5 separate regions of the Mus musculus genome follow, and regions 1, 2, 4 and 5 are each linked to region 3. The links are chromatin contacts, called in public promoter capture Hi-C maps. All regions are on one chromosome and are shown on one strand. Each heading gives the region's core, a stretch centred on a gene start, on an enhancer-like site or on the middle of the called end of the contact. The rest is flanking DNA. Distances are from core to core; before and after follow the strand shown.

The links. Promoter capture Hi-C pulls out the DNA fragments that hold promoters and counts their contacts.
Region 1: a contact with region 3 is called in a promoter capture Hi-C map of pre-B cells, with 2.5 times the contacts expected there. The contact joins the promoter of Lrrn4 here to the promoter of Tmem230 in region 3. A contact is called at or near these places in 5 of 39 promoter capture datasets (the HPC-7 cell line, liver, neutrophils and 2 more).
Region 2: a promoter capture Hi-C map of pre-B cells shows a contact between it and region 3, with 7 times the contacts expected there. The contact joins the promoter of Rnf24 here to the promoter of Tmem230 in region 3. A contact is called at or near these places in 5 of 39 promoter capture datasets (the SN4741 cell line, cranial neural crest, liver and 2 more) and 1 of 115 datasets of contacts at active chromatin or transcription factors (extraembryonic endoderm stem cells).
Region 4: a contact with region 3 is called in a promoter capture Hi-C map of embryonic stem cells, with 3 times the contacts expected there. The contact joins the promoter of Pank2 here to the promoter of Tmem230 in region 3. A contact is called at or near these places in 6 of 39 promoter capture datasets (the C10 cell line, cranial neural crest, embryonic stem cells and 3 more) and 1 of 484 Hi-C or Micro-C datasets (B cells).
Region 5: a promoter capture Hi-C map of pre-B cells shows a contact between it and region 3, with 3 times the contacts expected there. The contact joins the promoter of Crls1 here to the promoter of Tmem230 in region 3. A contact is called at or near these places in 20 of 39 promoter capture datasets (the 3T3-L1 cell line, 3T3-L1-derived adipocytes, the C10 cell line and 13 more), 2 of 484 Hi-C or Micro-C datasets (CD4 T cells and pre-B cells), 3 of 115 datasets of contacts at active chromatin or transcription factors (the SCID.adh cell line, memory CD8 T cells and regulatory T cells) and 1 of 9 other capture datasets (liver).

Annotation. Positions count from the first base shown.
Region 1 is chr2:132,879,058-132,884,120 of GRCm38.p6, forward strand. It overlaps Lrrn4 (leucine rich repeat neuronal 4), which reads right to left and starts at 1,805. Exons shown (of 5, transcript NM_177303.4): 1 at 1,737-1,805; 2 at 178-858. The coding sequence starts at 838.
Region 2 is chr2:131,350,196-131,355,512 of GRCm38.p6, forward strand. It overlaps Rnf24 (ring finger protein 24), which reads right to left and starts at 2,697. Exons shown (of 6, transcript NM_178607.4): 1 at 2,541-2,697. Gm30590 (a long non-coding RNA gene) reads left to right here and starts at 2,637. Exons shown (of 2, transcript XR_374984.2): 1 at 2,637-2,983.
Region 3 is chr2:132,246,421-132,252,275 of GRCm38.p6, forward strand. Tmem230 (transmembrane protein 230) reads right to left here and starts at 1,368. Exons shown (of 4, transcript NM_027478.3): 1 at 1,153-1,368. Pcna (proliferating cell nuclear antigen) reads right to left here. Exons shown (of 6, transcript NM_011045.2): 2 at 5,483-5,580; 3 at 5,271-5,338; 4 at 4,824-5,018; 5 at 3,354-3,477; 6 at 2,866-3,275. The coding sequence ends at 3,196.
Region 4 is chr2:131,259,766-131,264,771 of GRCm38.p6, forward strand. Pank2 (pantothenate kinase 2) reads left to right here and starts at 2,735. Exons shown (of 7, transcript NM_153501.2): 1 at 2,735-3,050. The coding sequence starts at 2,804.
Region 5 is chr2:132,842,937-132,848,553 of GRCm38.p6, forward strand. It overlaps Crls1 (cardiolipin synthase 1), which reads left to right and starts at 3,730. Exons shown (of 7, transcript NM_001024385.1): 1 at 3,730-4,189. The coding sequence starts at 3,881. It overlaps Mcm8 (minichromosome maintenance 8 homologous recombination repair factor), which reads left to right. Exons shown (of 19, transcript NM_001291054.1): 19 at 539-1,261. The coding sequence ends at 631.

The DNA.
Region 1 (5,063 bases), core at 555-3,054, 630 kb after region 3:
CACGCCACCATTCTCTGCCTTGGTTTCCTCATATATAATCTGGAGATTATCAGCAGTTCTGTGATTGTGGAGCACTTTGGGCACACGCGGATGGTTTCTGGGGCCACCTCTAGAAGAGCGCAACCCTAATCTCCAACCTCCCCAAAGGCACATGTGTAGCCCTCACACGGTTCTCACCTCTTTCTAGGCTCGTGCCGCTCAGATCCAAGAGCTCCAGTGCCGCCAGGGGCCCACCGTCCACCCCCGCGAATGCCTCCTGGGCGATGTGGCCCAGCTCGCTGCAGGAGAGGTTGAGAAGCCGCAGCGCTGGGAAGCATGCAAAGGTCCGTGGCAGCAGCGCTCGCAGTGGGTTCCCGGCCAGCGCCAGCGAGCGCAGGCTGCTCCCCGAGGGCCCCGCGCAGGGCGGCAGCTCGGTCAGCAGGTTGTGACTGAGGTCGAGCTCACGCAGCTCGGCCAGCGTGTCACGGCCCCAGTGTAGCACGGAGATGCGGTTGTGGTGCAGCGTGAGTACGCGCAGCTCGGGCAGGCGGCCGAGCACAGGCTCGCTAAGGGCGCGCAGCAGGTTGTGGCTGCCATCGAGGCTGCGCAGCGTGCGCGGCAGGCAGCTAGGCAGGCTCTCCAGGCTGCGGTTCGCCAAGTTCAGAGTGGTGACTCCCGCGGCGGGGAGTCCTACACAGAGAGAGTCGGTAGGGTGGCGGTCGAGGCTGTCCCAGTCTCCCTGCTGAGTGAGTCGGAAGAGGGGGATCCGGTCCTGGGAGATCCTTTCCAGGCTCTGGCTCTGCGCCATCAGCAGTTGTAGCAGGAGCTGCAGCAGCTGCAGCATCAGCGTCCACCGCATGTCAAGTCTCTAGGGAAAGACTACAGAGGGCCCATGGTTTCAGAGGAAGCCCCGAACGAAAGGCACACAAAGTTCCTGTAGTGTGTGTGTGTGTCCGGGGAGGAAGTAACCCCCACCCTCATCCCCACCCTCACCCTCGTCCCCACCCCCACCTCGTTTCTGTCAGTGAGCAGGTGGAGACGAGCGTTTTCCTCATCTCTGGTGCAAGATCCATCACACACCTGCTTGTCCTTGCTTTTCCAGCAGGAGTCTTCCCTGTCTTTTCCATGCCTGGCCTGACTCTTCCAAGACCCCCGCCCTCATGCTTCCGTGTGCTCCTTCTCTGAGTTTTCGAGAGAAGGTTGTTTTCTCTTCCTCTGTAACACCCCCCCCCCCACTTCCCCCACCCCAGGTTAAGCAGCTTCGTTCTAACCGTGAACACATCCAGACTAAACCTCTGCTGAGATTAAAAGTATGGACTCAAGGAAGATTTAGTTGTACCTAGAAACCATCATCTGGCTAACTTTTCATAATACAAGGGTCCTGCCACTTCTGGTGTCTCTTTCTTAAGAGAAGCTCAGGGTTGCCTTCAGAAGAAGATAGGAGCCCTAGACACCCGCAAGATTTGGGATCCTGGTCCCAGATAGGTTCTAACAGAAGCCAGCACTGGGTGTCAGCCCTTTGCAGGAGGGATTGATTGCCCAGCCCTGTTAGCTGTGCAGGGCAGGAAGTCACTGTCTGATAGCCCACATTACTGCAGATTCCCACCCTGGCTCCCTGCTGAACACTGATATGAACAGTGAGCCACCATTAAGGCTCCTAGGGCAAGGCTCCCCTCTTAGTAGGGAGTTAAAGTGATGAGAACGTTGCTGGGAATTGGAGCCAGGTGCTAATGTATCCTGTAGTATGCCATACTTACCAGGCAGCTGTCCCAGTGGGATGTGGCGCGCCCTTTTAGGTCCTCAGTCTTTGGAATACTGTAGGAACCAGTGACCTCCCGGGTCAGCTCTGAATGTCAGAGGGAAGAAGCCAGGTTCCCGGCTGCCCCTCCTCCAGCTCCATCCAGGAGGAGCTTGAGACACTCCTGCCCCGAAGCCCCTCCTTCCCCACCAAGAATTCTGTTGTTTTCTATCCCCCTTCCTCCCTCTCGCCTCAGGCCTCTCTTTCCATAGACCTGGCATTCCCAGCTCCAGCCCCACCCCCACTCCTCCCCGTCCTCTTTCTTTGCTAAACTTCTCCCAAGCTTGAGAAAAGAAGCCAGCAGGAAGAGCAGTACTCAGTAAAGCAGCACGCTCACCTCACAGGAATCTTAGTCTCCCTTCTAGGTGATTCCAGCCATCCCAGGCCCACCAGGACGACTGGGAGCATGCTGGGCTATTGTCCTCAGTTCTTTGTATATAGACCCTGGGACCAGAGCCTCCAGTTTTTCCCCCTGTCAGCGCTTATCTTTGGGCATCTCTGAGAAGTCCCAGGAACCTTTCAAACTGGTCTGATGAGATTACTAGTCCCTGGTGGTTTCATTTGATGTCCTCTTTATGCAGTGTCTCAAAGATAAGTGTTTCGGTCTAGGCTGGCTGAGACCTGGTTAGAAGCATTCCTCGGCCTGAGCCAGGTTAAGGGGAGTCTGCTCAGTGCTCTCTGTAGGGAAGCGGCCAGGAGGTCTGGGTCCTGGCCCTGGTGGTAGAAACCCGACACCACTGGTTGATCAGGGAGGGAGGGATGGGTGAGAGGGAGGTGTAGAAGACCAGGAAAAGATGGAAAAGGGAAGGGGATGGAGACTGGCTCCTGTGGCCCAGCCATGAAATCCTCAATGCTTTGGACAGAGTTGCATACCCAAGAATCAAAGCCTCAGACTTCTCTCAATATTAAATATGCTCTGTTCATCCTGGTCAAGCCATTGCCTCCACTGAAGTCAGCATGGGTAGCTGATTTCAGTTGGAGACACCAGATAAGAAGGACCAGAACCCATTAAAATATAAGTACCCTGTTTAGATAGACCACAAGGAGGAAAAGACGTTGTCTTAGTCAGGGTCACTGCTAGATCCCAGGTTCATAAGCATTCTCTCATCGAATCTTCTCAAGGTACTGCCCACAATCCCATGATAAGGAAACCAAAGTCCCGAGTTGACTGGGCTCTGGAGCAGATGATGGGTGAGCCATCTGGGTATTCTGAACCAAAAGGTGTTCTGTTGCTCTCAGTGGACCCAGTGTATTTCCTCGTAAGATAACCGTTCTTAGCTACTCAGATAAATCCATATCACTTAAGACACTAAAATATTTAGAAAGTCTCCTTTTGTCTATGAGCTGACTTCTTGGGCATAGTAGGATGAGGAAGTGCCACTGTATGGCACTTGGGAGCTTTTCAGGGACACCGAAGAACTCTGTTGCAGTCCTTTCTCTTGTAGCACTGCAGGAGCATAGGAAAAGGTGACATACGTGTTTTACCATAGGAGGATGTTGCATGTAATGATTAAAAATCAATCCGGGGCGGGGGGTGGGGGTGGGGGGGTGGAGAGGTGGCTCAGCAGTTAAGAGCACCGACTGCTCTTCCAAAGGTCCTGAGTTCAAATCCCAGCAACCACACGTTGGCTCACAACCATCTATAATGAGATTGGATGCCCTCTTCTGGTGTGCCTGAAAACAGCTACAGTGTACTTACATATATAATAAATAAATTTTTAAAAAATATTTAAAAACCAACAAACAAACAATCCATGCTAATGCCAGCTATGCTCCAGTACCGCGGTCTCCCCTCCCCCAATGGGAGCTACAAGCTTCCGGCTTCCTTGTTTCCCTGCCTCTGAACTGCTCTATCTTCCCAGCCACTCACCTCCTGTGGCTAGCTGTCACAAATCCCTGTAACCCAGTAAAATAAAAATTCCAGAGGTTTGTAATTTATCAGTCAGATTTATAACTAAATTCTTAACTCATAGAACGCCCACTCAAAGAACTCAAAACTCGGTTGATAATGATATAAGCTGTCCATCTAGATTGGACAAATTGTCCTATATTATTCTATTAACTATCTGTGGCTCTTTCAAGCCACCTGGAACCTGTTTATCCTCTTCCTCTATCCTTCTCTGTCCTTCCTGTCTGTCCCCTGTCTCCCCACCCCCCAAACTCTTAGCCCTGCCTTCCTTTTTCATTGCCCAATCACAGACTCTAGTCTTATCTTTCACCTGCCCTCCTATAGACAGTAATCCACAGGAGGATGCTAAAGTCCTATGACAAAGTCCTGGGACCACGAAGTATGTGTTTTTCAAATATCTATCACATCCTTCCCCTGATGTGGAGCAGGAACTCTTACCCTGCTGGAGTGTCTCTCCTTTGAGCAACTAGTCTCTTACTCAGCCTCCTCTCTACTTGATGTTTTCCTCAGGAAACCTTTAACTAAGGGCTCAAGTGCAGGGAGTTTATTTGGGGGGTGATCTGAGAAAGCTCAGAGAGTCTGATAGTAATGAGCTGGTGCTGCTATGAAAAGAAAGACTTAGTTAAGCCGGGCATGGTGGCGCACGCCTTTGATCCCAGCCCTCGGGAGGCAGAGGCAGGCGGATTTCTGAGTTCGAGGCCAGCCTGGTCTACAAAGTGAGTTCCAGGACAGCCAGGGCTATACAGAGAAACCCTGTCTCAAAAAAACAAAACAAAACAAAACAAAACAAAACAAAAAATGACTTAGTTATGCGGTAGACTCTCTGGGGGAATGTATCTATCTACTGTTGAGGAATATAGCATTCACACTTTGCTTCTGTATTCTGCTGGTCCCAGGGTTCTTAGTGCTGCAGCTCCCAGACATAGCTGGCTTCTTCTGACATGGAGGGAGTCACTCCAAGGAGGCCCACCTGCTATGGGTAAGTGCTGGGTGTGCCTGGCACCTGGGGAAAATGACGAATGAATGGAGAAAGGCATGATGGGGTCATGGTTGGCCCTAGTGTTGAGATGGTTAAGGAGAAAGTGGAGATGGGGAGGGGACTTATGTAGAAATAGAAAATTGAATCACCATGGGTCTAGAGAGCTTGCTCAGTGGTTTAGAGCACTTACCATCACAGCATATCTAGGTTTGGTTTCTAGCACCCACAGGATACCCCAAAACTATAACTCTGGGTCCATGGGATTCAATGGCTCCTTCTGACCTTTTTTGGGTTCCTGTATGCACAGGGAGCACATACACACACTAGGCACACATATACATATAAATAAAATAAATATCTTTAAAGAAATGCAAATCATCAAGGATTTTGCAATCACA
Region 2 (5,317 bases), core at 1,447-3,946, 890 kb before region 3:
TTTATTAAACCATTATGTCTTTTGTTTGCTTGAGACTGATCTGTATTATGTAGTCCTAGCTGCCCTGGAATTCAAAGAGGTCCACCTTGCTTCTCCCTCCTGAGTGCTGAGGTTAAAGGCGATCACCATACACCCAGCTTTTAATGTTTCTGTAGGTTCATAAAACTTTCTATGTTCAGAAAAAAAACAGAAACAAACAAACAAACAAAACAAACAAAACCACGGTGATTGTAAGGGACAATAGCCTAGAGTCTGACCTGAGGCTATTCAGGCCACATTCCCTGGCAGAGTGTACTACAACAGCATGTGAGGTACCAGGCCTACCAAAGCAAGGCTGCAGGGAAGTCCTGTGTGATACCAACACATCGAAGATCTATTACGTGTTTGGTTGCGAATTATTATTATTTTAGCAGGGTCTCGTCAGGATCTCTTGTATCCCAGACTGGCCTCAAATTCACTATATAGTCAATCTCCCAAAGGGAGATGGATTACAGGTATGGGCCAGCAAATCTAGTTAATTCCGTCCAAGGGATCAAATCCAGGGTGTTGTGCATGCTAAGCAAGTACTTCGTGTTTGGTCCCTTGAATTAATTTCTGATCACTTAACATTCAGAAACTTTTGATTGCTAATGTTTGTGACTCCCACAGTTATGCAATCCCATATTGGATTGTGACCCACAGTTCACGAAAGAAAGATGCATAAAGCAAGAATTTCATTAAGAATAATGGATTGTCATCCAACCAGTGGAAACTTTCCTTCAAATTAAAAGCAAATGTTTCAGGCAGAGTCTATACATAAACAGATGTTGTGGAGGTTTACATGTCATTTTGTACTGAAATTTTACCAGGGATGAAAATATATGTGACTCAAAAATAAGTAATCTTGAAGAGAATCTTAAAGAAAACTGAACCCACTCAATTATTCATATATAAACTGCATTTTTTTTACCTCCACTATTTTGAATCAAAAGATCATAACAAAAATATTTCAAAAATGTGCTTTTTCACTCTACAAAATTAGAAGGGTAAAAAAGAAACAAAAATATCATTATCCAACTAGAGTAATAACTATCTTCTAAAATTCAAATAATCTTGCTTAAAACAAGATAACAAGGAAAAGTTTGTTGTTTATTGAGACAAGGTCTCATTCTGTGTTATGGCCTGGAAATTACTATGTAAATCAGACTGGCCTTGAAACCACAGAGATCCTACTGCCTCTTCCTCCCAAGTCCAGAGAAGGCATTTTCGGCCACACCTGCCTATCTTAAATACCTCTTTTTAACTGTCTAAGTGAACACACCCTATCAAGTTAAAGCCTATGGAACCCAGCAGCGCTTCCTAGCCTCTTTGGGGACGGAGAAGGGGGGAACCAGGAGCAGGGGCGAGGGGGAATGAAGACAAACAATGGAGGAAAAAAGGGGTGCTTTCTGATAAGTCATGTAAGATGATCTGTTCAGCTAGGCTGCACAACCAAACACACAAAAATTCAGATCAAAGCTAGGGTGCATACCACGGTAATATTTAGGTAATATCCTTTGCCAAAGCATTAAGGGGTGCGGGGCGGGGGCGGGGAGGGCGACGACCGGACTGACAAGAAGGTGGAAAGAACCTGCTAGACCACCTCTTATTAGAGCAGAAAGGCAAGAAACATAATCTGTCTGTATGGAAGAGTGGGGAAAGCAGTGCCCTAGATATATTGGGAGTATTCCTATAGATAGGTACACAAGCACAAAGACCTATTATCATGAACTAAGCCCAGAAAACAATGTTCAGGATGCCGGCGTACCGCCGCTACGTAAATAGATCACCATTAATCGTAAAAGAAAGTGTTCTAAATATACAGAGACATAAGAATGCAGACTCACACTTTCAATGAACAGACCCACTGGTTTTACAATGAGAAACAACGAAACACCAAAAGACCTGTTATCTGAAATAACACCAGAGACGAAGGGGTAAAGATGAAGTTATCTTTACACCTCTTTTCCTTCTGCCCTTTACGACGATCTCAGACGGTCTCATTTCACAGGACACACACCACTAAGGTCTCCGGAAACAAAGCAGGGTCACTAATTCTCTGGCCTGTGGGTGCACGCACGCCCCCCACCCACAAATGATGAGGCCGCCATATGACTTTCATTAATAAATAAGCCAACCAGAGAGGTCTCAGTGTGCCTTGCACGGTGTGACAACCAGGCACGAGACAAGCACCACAAAAGAAGGAGTGGCTCGGGACCAGAAAACCACTGCCACACCGCACCCCCCGAGACCAGCGTCGGTCCCCACCACCGACGCAGAGGCAGCGGCTCCTCCATCCTCCGCCCATCCCGCCTCCCCCGCCCGGGCCCAGCCCGAGGTGACCTCCGGGTGACAGCCCGCGCCGCCCTTTGTGCCTGTATGTGGGGACTAACCCACGGACCCCGGTCTCGGAGGGGGTGCGAGGCCGGCGCGCTGCCCTCAGCATCCCAGAGCCGGACCTGCGGAGCCTGCGCTTCAGCCTCAGCCGCGCGGCGCTCAGGCCCAGCCCTCCCCTCACTCACCCGGGCGACGGGCAGCGGGCGTGCGGGCGGCGGCGCCCGGAGTCAGCTTCTTGCGGTGAACTGCTAGAGCCGCGTCCGTGAGTCCGAGCCGCTGAGCTGGCGGTAGCGACTGCTTAGCTGCGGCCCCGGCGAGGGGCGGGCCCGGCGGGGGAGGGGCGGCGCCGCGCCTCTCATTCATGCCGCGGGGGCGGGGTGTGGGACCCGGATGCCCGGGCAAGTCCCGCCTCCTCACTGAGGGCGCGCGGCTTCATTGTCGGCAAGTGCGCAGGCGCGGCGTCCCTTCCGCTGGGCTACTGGCTGCTCTAGAGGATTGATTCGTGATGCCCAGCTATAAGGTTCATATCTTCTCCGCTGTGTAGTGTTTTCCGTGTATGTGGACGTTCGTAAGAGTTAAAAAAGTAAAGCTTCGCTTCTCGTAGCATCCGGCCCAAGAGTCCTCAAAGGTGAGGTACCCCTAGTTAGATCTTCCACCTGCTGCGCCTGTACAGACAGTGGAAGGAAATATATTTAAGAAACAGTGTGTCCTTTATTTAATTACATCTACTCATTACTCTCGACCCCCAGCTCCTATTCTACACTACAGACAAACTGACTCAGGATTTGGGAGCACTGAGCCCTTGCCTAAATTCTAGCAGGTCAGCGAAAGCATGCAGGAGTTCTCATAGCTACCACTGCTAAAACGGATTAGCAGAGGGTGTGGGTACCGCACCTCAGGCCTCCCTCCCTTAACTTCCCATTTCCCTGGGAGGTATTTCCCCCCCCCCCCCCGCCCCCAATCCTTCTATAAACCATAACTAGTTTGTGACTTTAAATTCATCATGGAAAATGCCCACCAGCCCATTCCTCCAGCTTTAGTAAACCATACATTTCCTAGGAAAGGGGAAGTAAGAAGGACTCAGAATGTTTAATCACAGACCCTCGACCCAACTTCCTCTCTCTCCAAATCAGGCCAACACCTGTGAGCTATTTCCCTTCTCTCCTCCCCACCTCTCCCCTGCCCTCCTCTTCCCTCCTCTCCCCCTCCTTCCCCCGCCCCCCTTCTACCTCTGCTCTCAGGATCCCTGCTGTGTTGTTGCCAGCTTAAAAGTCCTACCTAATTCTGTCACCTTGGCACATAGGCTAAGGCAGATCAGTACCGACATTAGGGTACAAAGCTTTCATATTCTTGGTCTCTTGTTCAAGGAATTGAAATAAAAGCTCTCACCGATGTGTAAAAGTAGCAAGAAAATTTAGTTGAAGCAAAGCAAGGGGGGGGGGGGGAGCAGCAAAGCAAAATAAAAAAAAAAAGAAAGAAAGAAATATTCAGGACACACTACAACGGAGCTGCAGGCCACGTGAGTGAAGATACTCAAGGGCTTGGATTACTATCTCAGGCTTTCTTTTACTGCATTCAAGAGAAGTGTCGCACAAACTAGAGTTGTCCGGGGAGAGGTTACCCCAGTTGAAGAATTACCTCCTTCAGGCTGGACTGAAGGCACCTCTGTGGGGCATATGCTTGATTAATGATTGATGTGGGAGGACCCACCCCTTGTAAGCATATCACCTGCCACCGACTGTAAACCTATACACACCAGGAATCTCCTTTGGAAAATATGTCAGTGGTTGTACTGGCTAGAGCTTTATGTCATATCCACACAGCTAGTGCTATCTGGGAAGAGAAGCCTCAATCGAGAAGATGCTTCCATTAGATTGCTTGTAGGTGAGTCTGCAGAACATTTTCTAGATTACTGGTTGACATGAGAGGGCATGAACCACTGTGGGTGGTATCACACCTGGCCAGGTGGTCCTGGTTGCTATGAGCAAGCCATAGGGCGCAAGCCAGTAAGCAGCACCCTTCCATGGCCTCTGCACCAACTCTTTCTTTCTAATCCCTCCTTTGAGTTCTTTTCTGACTCCCCTCAATGATGGCCTATTTATTACCTGTAAATGTAAGCCAAATAAACCCTTTCCTGCCCAAGTTGTTCTGGTCATGGTGTTTTATCACAGCACTAGGGGAGCAAACTGAAACAATGGTCTTGCTGGGAACAGGATTAGAGCTACTACACTGATCTGTCAGTCGAGACCTGCCCACTGGTGCAATAGCAATGACCATTGTGGTTTAGCTGAATACTTTCTGATTGGACTTGAGGCCTGCCTCACAGGGAGGAATTCATACTTGATACTGTAAACTTGGTCAAAAGCAAGTGGCTGGGGAGGTCACAGACCCTAGGGGCATCTAAGTACTGTTGTTCTGCTAAATGTTCATATTGTTAAGCTGCATCCTAAATATTTATATGTGTAACCATAGATTAGTGCTGATCCCAAGATTGGACAGAGAACCTTCTGTTTGCAGTGGCAGCAGTTAGTGCAGAGATCCATAAGTGGTCAGAGAACTAAGAATAAGTGACTATTGGATGCTTAGTCCTAAACAGGACATCTATTATGACCCCAAGGCTCAGGGAATATCATGTAGGAGGGGCCAGAAGAATGCAGAGCCAGTGGTGGGAAGGAATGTCGTGAAATGCTTTCTTCTGAGTGTGACACAGTCATGGCATTTGTGACCCTGTGCTTACCTGCGTGAGATTTAGCCAGTGAGCATCCTGGCATGGGTGGAGGGGGATTCACATCCCACCCCACCGCAACTGAGAAGCTCTTGGTAGTTGACAGCTGCTGGGAAATCAATTTTCTTTAGAAATACGTCTGCTAGTATGTTGCCTATGATCCAGTGAATGATACCCTACCTACACTGTTGTGGGGAGTACTTAATTAGGCTCAGTGAGGGGAGAGAGAAGAAGGAG
Region 3 (5,855 bases), core at 118-2,617:
TTTTTGTCTGCCATGAAAGGAGGAGGAGGAGGATAAGGAATGACACACACATCAGCATCGTGTCTACTTCTAGGTGTGGTACGGTTCTATGTACAAATTCTTATCCATGTGGGAAACGCCCTGGCTATCCATACCACACTAGACATCCACGGCCACCTGCCTCTCTGCTCCCATCCCAAGCATGAAACAAGTGAGTTTACATTCCACATCATGTAGCTCCTGAAAAAACGGATCTAAAAATCCGTTTTACTCAAACTATTCAAAGCAGACAGACATAATAAAAATCATAACTACTGAATTATTTGAGAGTAGGTAAAATTTAAAAGCAATGACGTTTAAATCTTAAAAGTTTGAAATTTAAGCTCAGTACTTCAGTAGGTTACTCTAATCCCAACTACTTGGGAAGAAAGGTGTGGATATACGAAGTTGGAGGCCAGTCTGGGCAACATAGGAAGACCAGACACTCTCCCCTACCATAAATGAAATGTGTGGATTCTTTATAAAGTCATACAATTATGTAAACAAAACAGACTATTTTATTTGCAATGGCATTTGAATTCTAAACGCAAAAAGTCCATCTTTAAGAAGAAAACTAAGTGGCCTTCACTGGTGTGATGTTTTGCACATAATCTCCACAATGGCATGTGATATTTTTTCGATCTTAATGAGCTGCCAGACACTGGTATTACAGTCGACCTTAAGTAACTAGCATGCAAAAAACTGGTGTCAAGTGTTTCTGCGTTTTGGTTAATTACATCCTAGTTCAGAAGTACTAAAAAGGAGCAACGGGAATCCATTTACATTTCTAAACCTTAGGTACTAGGTTTTTGATGTTGCCATCCCATAACATGTTTAATTCCTCATATCTAAAAGTTGAAGCTACCAATAAGCAGGATTTTCGAAGCATTAAACCATGCCTGATTTGTATTACAAGTTATAAAGTTATGTACTTTCCACTTATAAACTCGCACCAAAACAAAAACGTTGCAGCACGACAACGAAATGGGAAGATTTGTTTTTCTTAGCAAGGGATTCTAGAGTGGCGTTATCACATAGTAAATGACAACTTAAAAAACTATCAGCCCAAGTTTCTGCTACACTTTTTACCGGCCCCACCACGATTTCTGCCCACCCTCCCGGGCCCACAAGGACCTAAGCGTGGCGCTGTGGACAACCTCTCGTCGCCCTCCGCCGCCGCCAACGTGAACTAACTGTCTCCGGGAAGCAGCCTCGGTGGCAGGGCCAGGTCTCGCGGCTGGCTTCCGGGAGCGCGCGCCCGCCCCCTACCCGCGCTGCGCTCCCCGTTCTCCGTTAGGCGCGCTCGCAAGGCTCGCTCAACAGCCAAGCGGAAGGGGCGGTCTTAAGGACAGCCCAGCGGAAGTGACGTGGCGGATAGAGGCGCACCGGAAGTGCTGTCACCAGGAAATCGTGTCATCGAATCTTGCTTCCAGGGCACATGGCTGGAGGGCTTCATTGCTGTCTTGTTTTATGTTTGGTAGCGTTTCTTTACGTAGCGCAGGCTGTCCTGGAACTCAGGATGCTGATTAGGCTGGCCTCGAACATAAGGTTTGCCTGGGACAAATGGCGAATGCCACCATGCTCAACCGGGTAGCGGCTTGCTTTTGCCCTGGTGACCAGGACCTGCTACCTCCATAGGGTGGGCGGGCGCGTACTTAGGGTCTCACCCACCAGGATCGAGTTCACAGCAAAACTGTTGAGGTTCCAGTCCTGACCCCATGGCCACATCGGTGCACAGCAGAGTCCTGGGTATCCAGAGGGGTGGACAAGGGATACCCACCAGGAATCTTGCCCTGTCCTAAACACCCCTATGCTGACACTGGTCACCACTCACTAATTAGCGTTCTCACAGCCCCAAAATCTTGTTATTACTACCTGATTATTAAACACTACCCAGGTAAGTGTCCTACCTACCAGACACAGCTGAGTTCTAACATTCATCCTCATGAAAGTGACGTCTTGATAAAGCATTCCCACCACTCCAGAGTTCTCTGAGAGCAGTATTTGCAGGCTACTTCCTTCTGCACTTAATTGGCTCAAAGTATTGAACAGTTGTAGCTACTAGGCATGAGCTCTAACCAACAACCTCCCAGAACAAAGCTGTATTGTCTACATACTGTCAAACATGAAATACAAAGGAAAAATATCTTGGGGTCCACAGATAGAGCTTAGTATTTAAAGGCCTTCAAATGTGGCCTCCCGGAACAGAGCAAACAGGCTCTATACTAGCCATGGTTTGAGATCCTGCTGAAATATAGCAAGAACTGAAAATGGTTCCCCACACCAAACCAGGTTAACACACGCATGCTCACTCATACCTGCAAAAGACACACACACATAAAAACTGAGAGGGGAGGTAGGATAATTTGTCACCAAGCTTGAAGAACTTCATTCAACCCCTGGAAGCCAGGGTGCTGGGGTATACCAATTCCTATAAAATTGTCCTGACCCCCACATGAGCCTCACACATACACAATAAATATACTCAAATATTCTTTAGTTTTATGTAGCATATCATGATCAAAACCACAGGGCCTTTTTAACCCTTCTTGGATCAAGTAGCCACGAAGTTTGGGCCTTTGCTTCACTCAAGATGGACTGTATGTAGTCCTGGTTGGCCTAGGGAGAGATTTATCCACCCCACCCCCTGCACTGCCATTAAAGTTGTATTTTAAAAGAGCTACATCCCAAACAAGGCTACCAGAAAACTTTGCACAACGTAATTACATAAACTCAAGAGAAACATTTTTTTATTGCTATCTCCACGATGGAAGAGAGAACAAAAGCCCATTTACCTAACAGGGTATAACTATTCAGTAGCCATGGTACAAAGGCGGCACTGCTCTATGACTTTTCAAATTGTTAACTTTATTTAAATTGAACAATATTTCTTAAAACTGCATTTAGCGTCAAGATCATTGATGAAAATCACCAGTATTTGTAAAGCAGAAACATTCATGTTAACAAAACTAGTTTTTACTTTGGAGCTTATTCTTTAAGCAAATTATGGAGAATGGAGAGAAAAGAAAGTAGGTTATTTACAGAAGATATCTACATATTTTATTTTAATATTTAAGAATACTCAGGTACAAACTTGGTGACAGAAAAGACCTCAGGACACGCTGGCATCTCAGGAGCAATCTTCAAAGGTTTAGTTTTCTCAATTTCTAGCAATGCCTAAGATGCTTCCTCATCTTCAATCTTGGGAGCCAAATAATACTTTAAGTGTCCCATGTCAGCAATTTTATACTCTACAACTGAAAGACAGGAAAAATTAAACCACCGAATACTATAAATACCACATTACAAAACAATGTTCAAACTTATCATCTTACCAAGGGGCACATCTGCAGACATACTGAGTGTTACTGTAGGAGACAGTGGAGTGGCTTTTGTGAAAAAGTTCAGGTACCTCAGAGCAAACGTTAGGTGAACAGGCTCATTCATCTCTATGGTTACCTAGAGGAGAAAACAGGCTCACTGTAGACATCAGAAACTCACACTATTAGATCACGGTATTATACCACAAAGCAAAACAAATAGTTATCATTTTGGAAGGGTTGATGAAAACCTTGACTAAAGAAGAAAAAAGTCTAGCTTGCCCATCCTGTAGAGCCACACCCCAAGCAATCAAAACAAAGGAGAAAGTTGTTCCTATTCAGATTGTACATACTTCTCTTGCAAAGAATGCATGAAGAGAGGAAGATAACACATAACCACTTCCAAAAACAAGAACCAACAGCTGAATGCAAGCTAAGGGACAGTAAACCAGTCTTCATTGTATGATTATCAATTTTATTCAATTCCCAATCCTTGAACATGTGGATACTGAAAAATTCCTTAATTTCTTTTGTTGTGGAAATGCTTGCACATCAGACAAATACTGATGAATTACATGTCAGTATTTGAGAACTGAGGAGCTGAAGTTGATATGGAAGTAGAAATAATTCAGCAGATTAAGGTTAAGAACTAGTTCTTGGGTTGTGTGTTTATCTATGTTCGAATTCTTACACTTTCATTTACTTTAAATTCATGCAGAGGCCAAGTAACACCTTATATTTACCTTAAATACTTGCAGTAAGCACTCTGAATTTCACTATACTAAACCCTAAAAATCCTATTTAGTTCAGACTTCTGTGTGTAATTCTGATGCTCAGGCTAGCTAGCAAAACTTAAAAAAGAAAAAAAAAAGTGTAGCCATGAAATATACATTGGATTCCTGAGAAAAAGCCTCGATTCAGGGATACTTAGAAATTAAAGAGGCCTAGTATGTTCTACTTGAATGAGGAGGACTCGGAGAACATCTTCCTTTGCCTTCCCAATTTCTTCCTCATTCTTTTTGAGCTAGATTTTCTGCCAGGTTGACTTTAAGCTGAGAATCTTCCTGCTGTAGCTTTGAGTACTACAGTTGTGGGTTTGAGACATCATGCCCAGCTTTCTCTATGGATGTAACTGTCAAGAGCATTTAATACAACTCTTTCCACATTTTGTGAAGTCTTTCTTATTTCCCTTGGGACTGCAAATACTCTTGAACCTGCAACACATAAAGCTACATACACCCCCAACCATTTTCTTTTGCTCACTTGCCAACCCTCACTTATTTGCCAAGAGTATTTCCAGGAAGCAAAAGGCTGTACACTTAGCTTTCCAAATGCTACCTGTAAAAGCTTATGGAGTCGTCTCTGAGCTCTAAGATAGCTTGGTCTACTCAAGACTCCATCTCAAAATGAATGAATAAATAAAAACAAAAGCCGAGGCTCCATCCCTGCTTCAGACACCTAACTGGACGCCCCCTTACTACTCACCGCCTCCTCTTCTTTATCCACATTACTTGTTTGTGACAACTTAATGTTCCCATTGCCAAGCTCTCCACTTGCAGAAAACTTCACCCCATTCTTTGCACAGGATATCACAACAGCATCTCCAATGTGGCTAAGGTCTCGGCATATACGTGCAAATTCACCCGACGGCATCTTTATTACACAGCTGTACTCCTGTTCCTGTAAACCCACAAGTTAAAGGTCAGTCTAGAAAAGGGGGAAGGCTCAGCTTCATGTTCTCAAGATTTAGCATCTTAACCAGAACTCAGAATGCAAGACTTCTGGTTTCTTTAAAACTCAATCAACTTTAGACTGCTGTGGTTTAGTGAAATGGCAGTGTGCCATTCATCCCCAATACCACCACTCCACTCAGAACACGCATCAGCTGGTATCACAGCAGGGTAACACACAATCAGAAACAAGGTAACTCACTGGGATTCCAAGTTGCTCCACATCTAAGTCCATTAACTTCATTTCATAGTCTGAAACTTTCTCTTGATCTACCAAAAGAAGGAAAATGTTACCAAAGCACACCACACGGTCCTATCTATGATGGAAATTTTACAATATTGTTAATATTTTTTTTTGGTTTTGAGAAACAGAAACAACACGTAACTACCGAGTTTTAAAGGTGTTTAACTTACTTGGTGCTTCGAATACTAGTGCTAAGGTGTCTGCATTATCTTCAGCCCTTAATGTAATGATGTCTTCATTACCAGCACATTTTAGAATTTTGGACATGCTAGGGGGGAAAAAAAAAAAGACAGGCTTTATCAACATGTAATCCACATCTATATTTTAAAAAGCAATTACAAGTTGTACCATTTCACACTCACGGTTGGAGAACTGTTAAAGGGGCTAAGGGTACCCCAAACTCTCTCAGGGGTGAAGCAAATTACCGGGTATATGTGATTCTTAAAACCGACTTAGTAAAATGCACTAAAAGCCAACATTCGAGAAAGCATCTTTTTGAGCGGGGTGTCCTTGGTTTCTAGTGTACTGGAGAATGTGCCCCAT
Region 4 (5,006 bases), core at 1,485-3,984, 990 kb before region 3:
AAGCTAGACCCCAGCCTCTGAACTTAATACAGAATCTTATGTTATCGTTATCTCTTTTGCTTTTTTTTTTTTTTTTTTTTTGAAACAGGTTCTCACTATATGGCCCAGGCTGGCCTCAAACTCACAGAGATCGGCCTGTCTCTCTGTCTGCATAGTTCTGGAGTTGATTGGAGGTATGTGCTAACACTTTGCATTTCTGATTTGATTATAAATGTCCCACTTGTGATTAAATTTGATACCATAGAGTGTCAGCAAGTTCACAATATGAAGGGTGTGAAGGGTGAGAATTATATTTAAGAAACAAATCTGGGCATGGTTTGAAAAAGCTGGGGGTGGGTTTTCAGAAATCTATTGATAATTCAATCTGTGCTGTCCCTTTTCTTCTCGGGATAGGGTCTTCCTACATAGCCCAAGGTAGCTTTTAACCTGGGAACCTTCTGAGTGCTGCAGGTACAGGCATGGACCACCATGCTTGGCTCCAGTCTCTGCCTTCTTTTGATTATGCAGGCAGAGAATAGTATAACTTCCCTGCCTATTCTCTTTTTGCCATGATGGAGTCTGAATCTAAGACTTCCCCTATTTGAAGGACTCTCTACTGGAGCTATATCCTCCTCTCCCTGTTCTCTGTCATTTTTTAATTTATCTGCTTTTAGGTAAGTCGCCTCATCATCTAAATGTCTTTAAGCCTTGATCTCCATACTTTACAAATAAAGCTGGTTGGATTGGTTAAGGTTCTGTAATTAGTTGAAATCCCATATTCATTCACTCCTCCGATTCTTCCTTGGCTTGATTCTTCCTTGGCTTCGATTTTGGCTGAGGCTGCAGGAGCAGGAACAGGAGCGGGAGTGGGAGCGGGAGCAGGGAGTGGTGGCTGTCATTACAGGGGCAGCAGCCACAAATGTAGATGGATTAGCTAAGAGGGCCTCGTTCTTATCAACAAGAAGGGAGGTGTGTTCAGTTGCCAGGCATGGTGGCAAAAGTCAGCTAACCAGTCTGCAGATAACACCAGGAGCAAGAACACAGTTTCCTCTGATAGCAAGCACTTCAGGCTTGTAGATCCAATGCACTCCGGCTGGATGCCCAGCCCTAGGAGGTGGGGGGCGGGGGGGGGATGCTAAGTTCAGCAGTAGGGCTTTGATGGCTCTCACTTTGTCTCATCTATCTTGTCTTTATTGTTTACACATAATTCAGAATTCCAATGATGTCTGAAGATTTTAGCTTAAAGCCTAAAAGGAGCTTTCCTCAGGCTCTAGCCCAGTGATTTGGGTCGGTATAATGGCTACACACGGGACAGAGACAGCATGAGAGGCTGGCAGCATGCATTCTTACTTCAGCATGTGGCTGCCTGGTACTCTAGGGGGACCAGAAGAGAGAGTGGAATGGCCAGAAGTTACAGAGGGTTGTGAGCCATGTGGAAGCTGGGAATTGATTCCTGGTCTTCTGAAGAGCAGTCCTACTCTGTTATGGGCATTCCTGATTTTTGTTAGATCCAGTGTGTGTGTGTGTGTGTGTGTGTGTGTGTGTGTGTGTGTTCCTGCGGAAGCTGGAATTTCAAGTTAGGAAATAAGGTTTCCAGAGTTAATTCTACACTGTGGGGTACTAGTTTGGAGCAAGTATGGGAGTGTTTTTCAGCATTCACAAGAGAAGCTCAGGCCGGAACTATTAGTGAGGGAGTAAGTTAGAAGGTAAGAGGGCTGTTATTCAAGGGACATTATCTCCTCCCAAGAAAGGTACTTAGGAAATTGTGAGAAAGCCTCAGTCACTTAAAATTGAGGGACTGAGGGAATGCTTCAGGGGTATATCTGGGTGGGATATCAAGGGTTAGGGCACTTGGGAAGGGCAAACGATTTAAAAAAAAAATCCATCTTCTGTAAAAACCCAGGGGTCTGGAGCTATGGTTCAGTGATTAAGAGCATTTGCTGTTCTTGCAGAGGTCTGGGTTAGATTCCTGGGATCCATATGGGGAAATCCCTCGATTTCTTCTGCCCTCAGCGACCATCAGGCACACACCAGGGTCACAGACATACATGCATGAAAAATGCTCAAACACATTAAAGAAAAACAAACAAACAAAAACCCCAACAACAACAACAACCCCAACCAACCTAACTTCCAAGCCTTCATACTGCCTTCTTCAGGAAGGGGAGTAGGTGAAGGATTTAGAATCCACCTCCTCCCGCCAGTTGTCATGGAGACAAACCTCAGTCTTTTCATTCCTTCTGGTACTGGGAATGAAGTCATAGCACAAAGGAAGAGACGGTGCTTGTACTTTGTGGACTGTAGTGTGGCTCCTACTGCAGCTATAGAACCAGACCCGGGGACAAAGGCTAAGGTTAGTCGCAGCTCAGAGTCCTTCCTTCTGTTAACACTTCTCAGTAGCTTCGGGGGCTCTATTGGGCGGGAGGAAGGAGTGATTCGTGAACAGAGAAGAGATAGTAGACTCCCTGGAGTTCTAGGGAATAGGGGAGCAGCTTGGCCACCGCTCTCGCGGATGCACAAGAGAGGGCGCCCCTCACTCAAATCCTTTGGGCCCCTCCACGATCGCTCCCAGCCTGCGCTGACCCCGCCTTCATCCGTCCAGAGTGCCTGTCGTTGGATGGTGGCGCGGTCTCTTCGGCTGGAGTCTGGGAGCCTATTGGACAAGACCTCTGGAACCCGCCCCTAGCCAGCTCGGATTGGCTAGCTGCACGTTGGCGCAACGGAAAAGGCGGCAGCCGGCGTGCGCCTGCGCTCCAGCGGGCTGCGCGGAGGCGGCAAGGCGGCGCTGGGGGGCTGGCTCGGGCGGCAGCGGCGGCTGTTGCGGATGGGAGCGGGCCGGTTTGGCGCGCCTATGGAGCGCCAGGGCAGGGCTGCCGCCACCTCAGCCGCGGTCGGCGAGTCTGCGGACTCGGAAGCGCGGAGGCGGGACCCGCTGAGGCGCCGGGCGAGTAGCGCGGCGCCGTCGGGGTCCGGGGAGGCGGAGAGTGTGAGACGGGAGCGGCCCGGCTCTCTAGGCGGCTCCACCTCGGCCGGCCGCCCGCGCGCCGAAGGCCTCCGGAAGAGGCGGCCGCGTAAGTGCCCCGGCACGGCCGTCGTTGTTTGCGCGCCGGCGGTGCCCGCGCGAGGGCTCCCCGCCACTTCCTCCCTGTCCCCTGGGGTGTTCTTTTCCTGAGACTCCCTCTTTTTTTCTTGAGAAGGCTCCTCCTCTCCCAAGTCCCTTTGAATCATCCATCGCGCTCACAACTGAAGCCTTTTCTATGGTGATTAATTTGGAGGTTGCTAGAAAATGCCCCTGAGGCGCAGCAGGCCCAAAACTCGACTCTGGGCTCGATACGCTTCTAAGCTTTGCTCGGTTTTCTTCCCGAGAGAATTCAGGTCATCTCGCATCCAGAGGTTTTCCCCCGTTTCCCTTCCGTTAGTTCACGGGAATTCCGGTTTCAGCCATAGCATTCTGGGCAGTAAAGCCTTTTCTTTGGAAGGGAGTCGACCTGTTCCTCAGTTACTCTTAAGCCTAGGGAGTTACTCTTTTCAGAGAATCGGGTTCTCATTTTATTACCAATTTGTGTTTCTTGTCTTGTGTGTTTTCTCCCCTTTAAAGCCTTTAGGGCTGTTGTCTAGCATCCACGACTACTGCTGAAAGTGTCAATTGTCCTAATACTGTAATAGGAACTTTTCAGCATAGCTGTCTGTGTTTTACATGTGGTTAAGACCTGGATATCAGATTACGGTATGAGGAAGGTAAATGCTGAGTGCAGGCAGGCTATGAGAATTACGGGAAGTGGCTTGATGTGTGAGGTCTGTTGGATAGTCCGCGCCCAGCCCTACCTGCTCACCCCCACCCCAGTTGCTTTTATCGATGATTTGAGCGATTGGATGTAGCTCTGTTTTGCCATGGAAGGTTTGGAGGATGTATGTATGTATGTATGTTTAGTACTTTATATCACTATATGTATATATTTTTTTTTTCTTTTCTCGACTTGTAAGAGATTTTATAATACCAGCCACTTGGGAGGTGGAGGCAGAGGAATATGAAATTTAAGACCCTGTCCTAAAAGAAAAAAGGAAAACGGATTTTCAAAGAGTTCCTGTTGTAGAATCGTTTGCTTGATAAATAACTTCCTTATTACACTTATTTATCGTGTGTGTCTGTATTGGTGTAGGTCAGAGGACAACTTTGCCCAGTCCTGGGGATGGAGCTCAGGTTGTCAGACTTGAGGGCAGGTTTTGTTTTGTTTTGTTTTTTTTTTGTTTTTTGTTTGTTTGTTTTTTTTTTTTTTTTGGTTTTTTTCAAGACAGGGTTTCTCTGTGTAGCCTTGGCTGTCCTGGAACTTCACTCTGTAGACCAGGCTGGCCTCGAACTCAGAAATCCGCCTGCCTCTGCCTCCCGAGTGCTGGGATTAAAGGCATGTGCCACCACGCCCGGCTGAGAGCAGTCTGATGAATTACCCAAGTTGGCCTCGTCCTCAGGGCAGACCCTTCAGTGCTGGGTATATACTGTGCCAGTGCCAGGCTCCTCTTCCCCTTTCTCCTTTCTTTCAGTTGTAGGTTGGAACACAGGGCTTTGTACATGTGGTAAATGTTCTGTCTCTGAGCTGTATATAGTATCTCCAGTCCAAGCACCTGAGTTTTGTTTTTGTTTTAAGACAATCTCATGTTCCAGGATATCTTCTCCTCTAGCTCCCAAGTGCTGAAGTTATAGGCTGTGCATCAAGCACCTGATTTCTAAGCAACAGAAAAACCTGAAGTTCCTTTGTGGGTTTGTATTACATTAACCTGAGCATCAATGTTAGAGGGTTAATGTGACAATTAGCCATATGTAGATGATTATGTCACCAAATTTGCAGTGTTGTTTTTGATTAGTTGTTAGTCTGGCACAATTCAGCCTGGTGAACTCCTGTGGTAGGTATGTGGTGATAGTCTGTTTCACTGACCAAAAGAATGGTGCCCACTGACAAGTAGCTACTCTGCAATTGAGGAATTTTTTTAGCCTTTGTGCTTTTCCTTCTATCTACTGGTTTCTGTTTGTT
Region 5 (5,617 bases), core at 2,480-4,979, 600 kb after region 3:
CTCTGTCTCTGCTTGCCTCTGTCTGTCTCTGCCTGCCTGCTGGCCTCTCTGCCTCTGACTCCTAAGTGCTAAGACTAAAGGCAAGCATATCCATGCCTGGGAACAAAATCACTCTTTAGCTTTAAGATTCTTTGTTACCTCTTCTCAAAGGTTTTGGCATTTCCAATGAGGGACTTTTTTTTAGGAACACTTGGGCTCTGTCTGGAGCGCCCTGTGGCTACTCATTGTGATGGCTCTGGTTTCTCTTTGGATGAGTCCCTGCTGCTCCTACTTTGGAGTTCTAGAGAAAACCAGTGTAATTGCACTTTAAATGTGGCAAGTAGTTCAGATGTAAGATCATGCAATTTCAAAAGCTAGTCTAAGCTGGGCTTTTAATTAAGACAAAGTATTCTTTATTTAGTGGAGTACTATATGAAGCATAGACTGTTTTTGTTTGTTTGCCTAGGAAGCTCGCTGGGTATATGTCTGTGTAGAGATGGATGTGAAAGTCATATTTGGCTGATTACTGAATGTGCTGACTCTTAATGTTTGCTTTTAGGTTGCCGATTTTGAAAACTTCATTGGATCACTGAATGACCAAGGTTATCTCTTGAAGAAAGGCCCAAAGATTTACCAACTTCAAACTATGTGAAAGACTTTACCACATCAGGGCTTCCTGTGGTTCAAAATAGTTCAGAATCATCGTAATTACAAAACTGAAAATAAAAGTTCTGAAAAATGACACAACTCCTATAACAGAATAAAGGCCTATCCATAATTTATCCAGAAGAGTAAGAAGAGTAAATTGTTTCCATTATTTTATCTAAATAGCATAAGCATATGCTTTTAACTCATCATATTTTTAGTAGTGCTTTTTAGTTTTGTATATCAGATGTCTAGCAGGCATTCAGCTAATGCAAAAACAGATTAGTATGTGTTCAGGTGAACTTTTACTTAAAACATTAAACTTTGGCTCTCCTAAATTGTTCAGGTCACAAAAACTCTTCATTCATTTTTAACTTTATGATTATGGGCAGTGGGTCTGACTTGGCTTCTCATTTGAAAGTAGTGGAAATTTATTGACTTAATTAGAAGTCTTTTCTGGGGCTAGAGAGATGACTCAGTGGTTAAGAGCACTGACTGCTCTTCCATAGGTCCTGAGTTCAAGTCCCAGCAACCACATGGTGACTCACAACCATCTGTAATGGGATCCAATGCCCTCTTCTCGTGTCTCTGAAGAGAGTAACAGTGCACTCACATAAATAAATCTTAAAAAAAAAAAGAAGAAGAAGAAGTCTTTTCTGAGGAGTATTATTTATAGAATTGCATGACTGCTGATGATTTAAAAAAAAAAAAAAACTGAAAAAAAAAAAGCTTCCAGTAGTTTGTAAAATAAAACTAGCCTCTTGCCATGGTGCTTAAGGTGTTCTGCCTCTGTGCCTCATGGATGCCATCCCTGTACTTGGAAGAGTGTCTGCAGAAGGTAAAGGGATGGCTTGCCTGCTGCATCAGAGCAGCAGCAAGAAGCACTGTTCATCAGGCCTCAGAAGAGAAAGCACATACAGAGACATGGACCTGAAACCCCCATGCTGAGGGGTTTCCTGTGGTCTGCTTCAAGGAGGCAGGACCAATGAAATCAGAATTCATCATGTTTTTGTGAGTCTTCAAATGGAACTGGACCTCTAGCCAAAGCATTCTTTGTATATATAGCCAATAAGCACGTTAGCATTTAACAGACACTGATTAGAAATTAGTTACTTATGGGCAGTGGTGGCGCACTTGGGAGGCAGAGGCAGGTGGATTTCTGAGTTCGAGGCCAGCCTGGTCTACAGAGTGAGTTCCAGGACAGCCAGGGCTACACAGAGAAACCTTGTCTTGGAAAACCAAAAACCAAAAACCAAAACCAAAAAAAAAAAAAAAAAAAAAAAAAAGAAATTAGTTACTTAACTTCCAGGAAACCAGGAGATGAATAACTAAAAAAACCAAAATACCCAAAAACTGAGTTGGGGAGATGGCTCAGTTGGTTAAGTCTGAGTAAGATCCTCATGTAAAAAGCCAAGGATGCTTCATTTGTAACCCTAACGCTGGGTGGAGGGAGGAGAGGCAGTTTCCTGAAGCTCCCTGGCCAGCCTGAACTGATGAAGCCATTCAGCATCAGCCTCTGCCCCCACACCTACACACATACAAAAAGCAGTGTGCGCTGAGTAACCAAAATAAAGCAAATCCTAGTATTTTACAACGAATATTTAACTGATAGTAAATGCAAAATGAAAATGAAATGAGGGATAATATGCCATAGAATACCATAGAAATATTAAACCCTGACTTGAAGGAACCAAGTGGTAGCTGATATAAATATGATCAAAGTCAGCTGGTTAGATTAGCTGCAAGCAGCTCCATCAGTTGACCCATCCATCCCAAAATGGGCCGATCAGACCACTGTATACAAGGGGATGACTAAGGCTAAGACTATATACAAGGGGATGTAACTCTAATTATGAACAGAAACTGACTTTGTTTTTGTTTTCGAGACAGATTTTCTCTGTGTAGCCCTTGCTGACCTGGAATTTACAGATATCTATCAGCCTCTGCCTCCCAAGTGCTGGGATTAAAGGCATGCACCACGGCCACCTGGATTTATCTTTTTACTTCTTTTTCTCTTTGTTTCATACCACTGCTTAGATTTTTCTTCTCTTTTCCTCTTCTTTCCTTTTCTTCATTTTTCTTTCTTCCTTTTTTAATTAAAAAGAAAAGTCTAGGCCTCTCGCAAAAACCAAAACAAAATAAAGATGATCTTGATAAAAAGCTCCTTAAGACTACAATCCTTAGCCGGGCGTGGTGGTGCACGCCTTTAATCCCAGCATTCGGGAGGCAGAGGCAGGCGGATTTCTGAGTTCGAGGCCAGCCTGGTCTACAGAGTGAGTTCCAGGACAGCCAGAGCTACACAAAGAAACCCTGTCTTGGAAAAAAAAAAAAAAAAGACTACAATCGTCAAATGTGATGTGGGCTTTACGAACAACTTCCAGGTGAGTGTGTGCCATCACAGACTGGGCTGAAGAACAGTGGAAAGACTGCAAGACATCACCACGTGGTGACCTTTCACTGGTTTGGTTCTTGCCCGACCTGGATTCAAGGCCCTGGGTTCAAGCTCAAATCTATAACAAAATGGTAGGTTAGGTAAGGTTATAACAGTGAACTGATTTGTTTCTAATTCAGACTTAGAATAAGCAGGTTTCTCCTGTCCACGGGCTTCTGTACCTGTAAAAGTAAAGGCAAATACAGAAGGCATGTTAGAGTTGTTGAGAGGATAAATAATGACACTATAACGCATACAGTAAGCACTTCCCAAGTAAACAATTAGTGATTGCTATTATTGACATTTCCCTTTGCTCTATTCATATGCATTTAGTGCTAAGGAAGCAGAGTAGGTACTTAACTACTTTGATGCCAACACTAATGCTTTACATCTCCAGTGATAATACAGAGCCATGCACACCAGCGGGCCACTTGGCATCAGGCAGGCCTGATATAAGTGGCTTCCTGTGGCCACGTGGCACTCGCTCTTGGTCTTCCCTACCTGTCATTCTTCTTAGCCTGCAGGCACTAGCGGCTCTACTCACTAGTCAGGTCTTCCTAACCTGCGGGCCTTAGCTGTTCGTGCTCGCCGCTGCCGCGCGGGGGCGCCGGTGAGCAGAGCGGCTGGGTGTCGTGAAAACGTCGTGAAAGCTGACTCCCTTGGCGGTTCAGGCCACCTGTATAAGCGGAAAGTGCCAGAGTGTAGAAATTAGTATGGAGCTGTCCATACGGCCTCGGCACCGCTCGACTTCTCTAGAGAAGCTGGCAGCCGGTGCCAGGGGCGTCTGAGTTCTCGACTCTTGGACTCCGTGGAGGCCACACGGCCATGTTGGCTTGGCGCGTGGCGCGCGGCGCGTGGGGCCCTCTTCGCGTGGCCCTCCGGCCTCCGGGGGCGCGGCTCGGCAGGGGCGGCTCCCGCAGGGCCCTGCTGCCGCCCGCGGCCTGCTGCCTCGGCTGCCTGGCTGAGCGCTGGCGGCTGCGGCCGGCCGCGTTCGCCTTGCGGCTGCCCGGCGCCGGCCCGCGGACCCACTGCTCGGGCGCGGGGAAGGCAGCCCCGGAGCCCGCCGCCGGAGGAGGAGGTGCCGCCGCGCAGGCCCCCAGCGCCCGATGGGTCCCGGCGAGCGCCGCCAGCTCGGTACGTGCGAGGGAGGGTCGGCGGGACGCAGGTGACGGGCTCGGCGCTCTGTCGCGACACTCACCCGGTGTTCTGGGAAGTTACGGGCAGCCAGGGCGTTCGATCTTGGTGAACTTCAGGGGTCCCCCGCCGGGTACAGTCTCTGGCCAAGTTGAAACCCACTGTAATCCCCTTGTGTGCACACCCGTTGCTGGGAGGTGTGTCTACACGTTGCATAGGTAAAAACAACCATCGCTCGTCTAGTTAATCTGTTTTTAATTTTTTGAAGTGAATCTTCAGGGTTAAGTTCGGCGGAACCATAAGAACGGCCCTTCTGTCCGTTTGTGCAGATTACATCATCCTTTGGTCTTTAGCAGTATCACGGAGGATAATTATCTGGCTTAGGTTGTAATGAAAAGATCTTTCAACTTTGTATTATAGAAAGCTTCAGACTATTCTTGACGTAACAGAAGGATTTGTTCACCTTGCCTGGTAAGATAACTTCCCAAGCAGGTGACACCAGAGCATGAGTGTGGCCCAGCTTTTGATGTCATGTTAGCAAGTCCATGCAATTATTACATCTTCAATTGTTAGGTCTTCAGCGGCCACTGTACTGCCCTGCTCTCCTCAGTTACACAGCATGGGCTGAGGTGGCCACACCCCGGCAGGGGTCACAGCTTCAGGCCTAGCTTTAAAACTCTTGGAGATTGAACGCCGCCGGATGCTTTGAAGTTGCCCTCAACCTGGCTGAAGCCCTTCCCAGCACAGTTGGCCGAGTATGCCACAGGTTATCTGGTTGGGTAATTTGAGATTAAGCTTTGTCGACTTTCACAAATGTCCAAATGTAATAACTAGATATTAATGAGCTTTTTGTAGGGTTTTGTTTTTCGAGACAGCTCTTCTCTGTGTAACAGCCCTGGCTGTCCTGGAACTTGATCCGCTGGCCTCGAACTCATGAGATTCACCTGCCGCAGCCTCCCGAGTGCTGAGGTCAAAGGCCTGCACCACCACCATGCCAGCCGGTGAACATTTTTTTGTGGGGCACAGGCTCACTTACTGGCCTGGTAGCCAGCTGTAGTTGTGTTGTGTCTTTACCAAGGGAAGTGAGGAGGCTGGGTGCAGCTTTCTATTTAGTCATGCTCTTTCAGTGTGTTAGACTAACTTTGGAGCTCTTCATTCTCAGCTTTTGCTTGCTTGTTTTAGTTTTGAGATAGGGTTTCTGTGTGTAGTTCTGGCTGTCCTGGAACTTAATCTGTAGACCAGGCTGTCCTCTGAGATCCACCTGCCTCTGCCTCTGCCTCTTGAGTGCCCAAGTTAAAGGCGTGTGCCGCCATAGTCTGATGGCTTTTGCTTTCTAGCACAGCCCTGAGCTAGCTACCTTTCTCTCTTCCCAGCTTTTGTGAGTTGCTGTAATATTGGGTCAGTATTTGACTTTGTTCCACAGTGTGG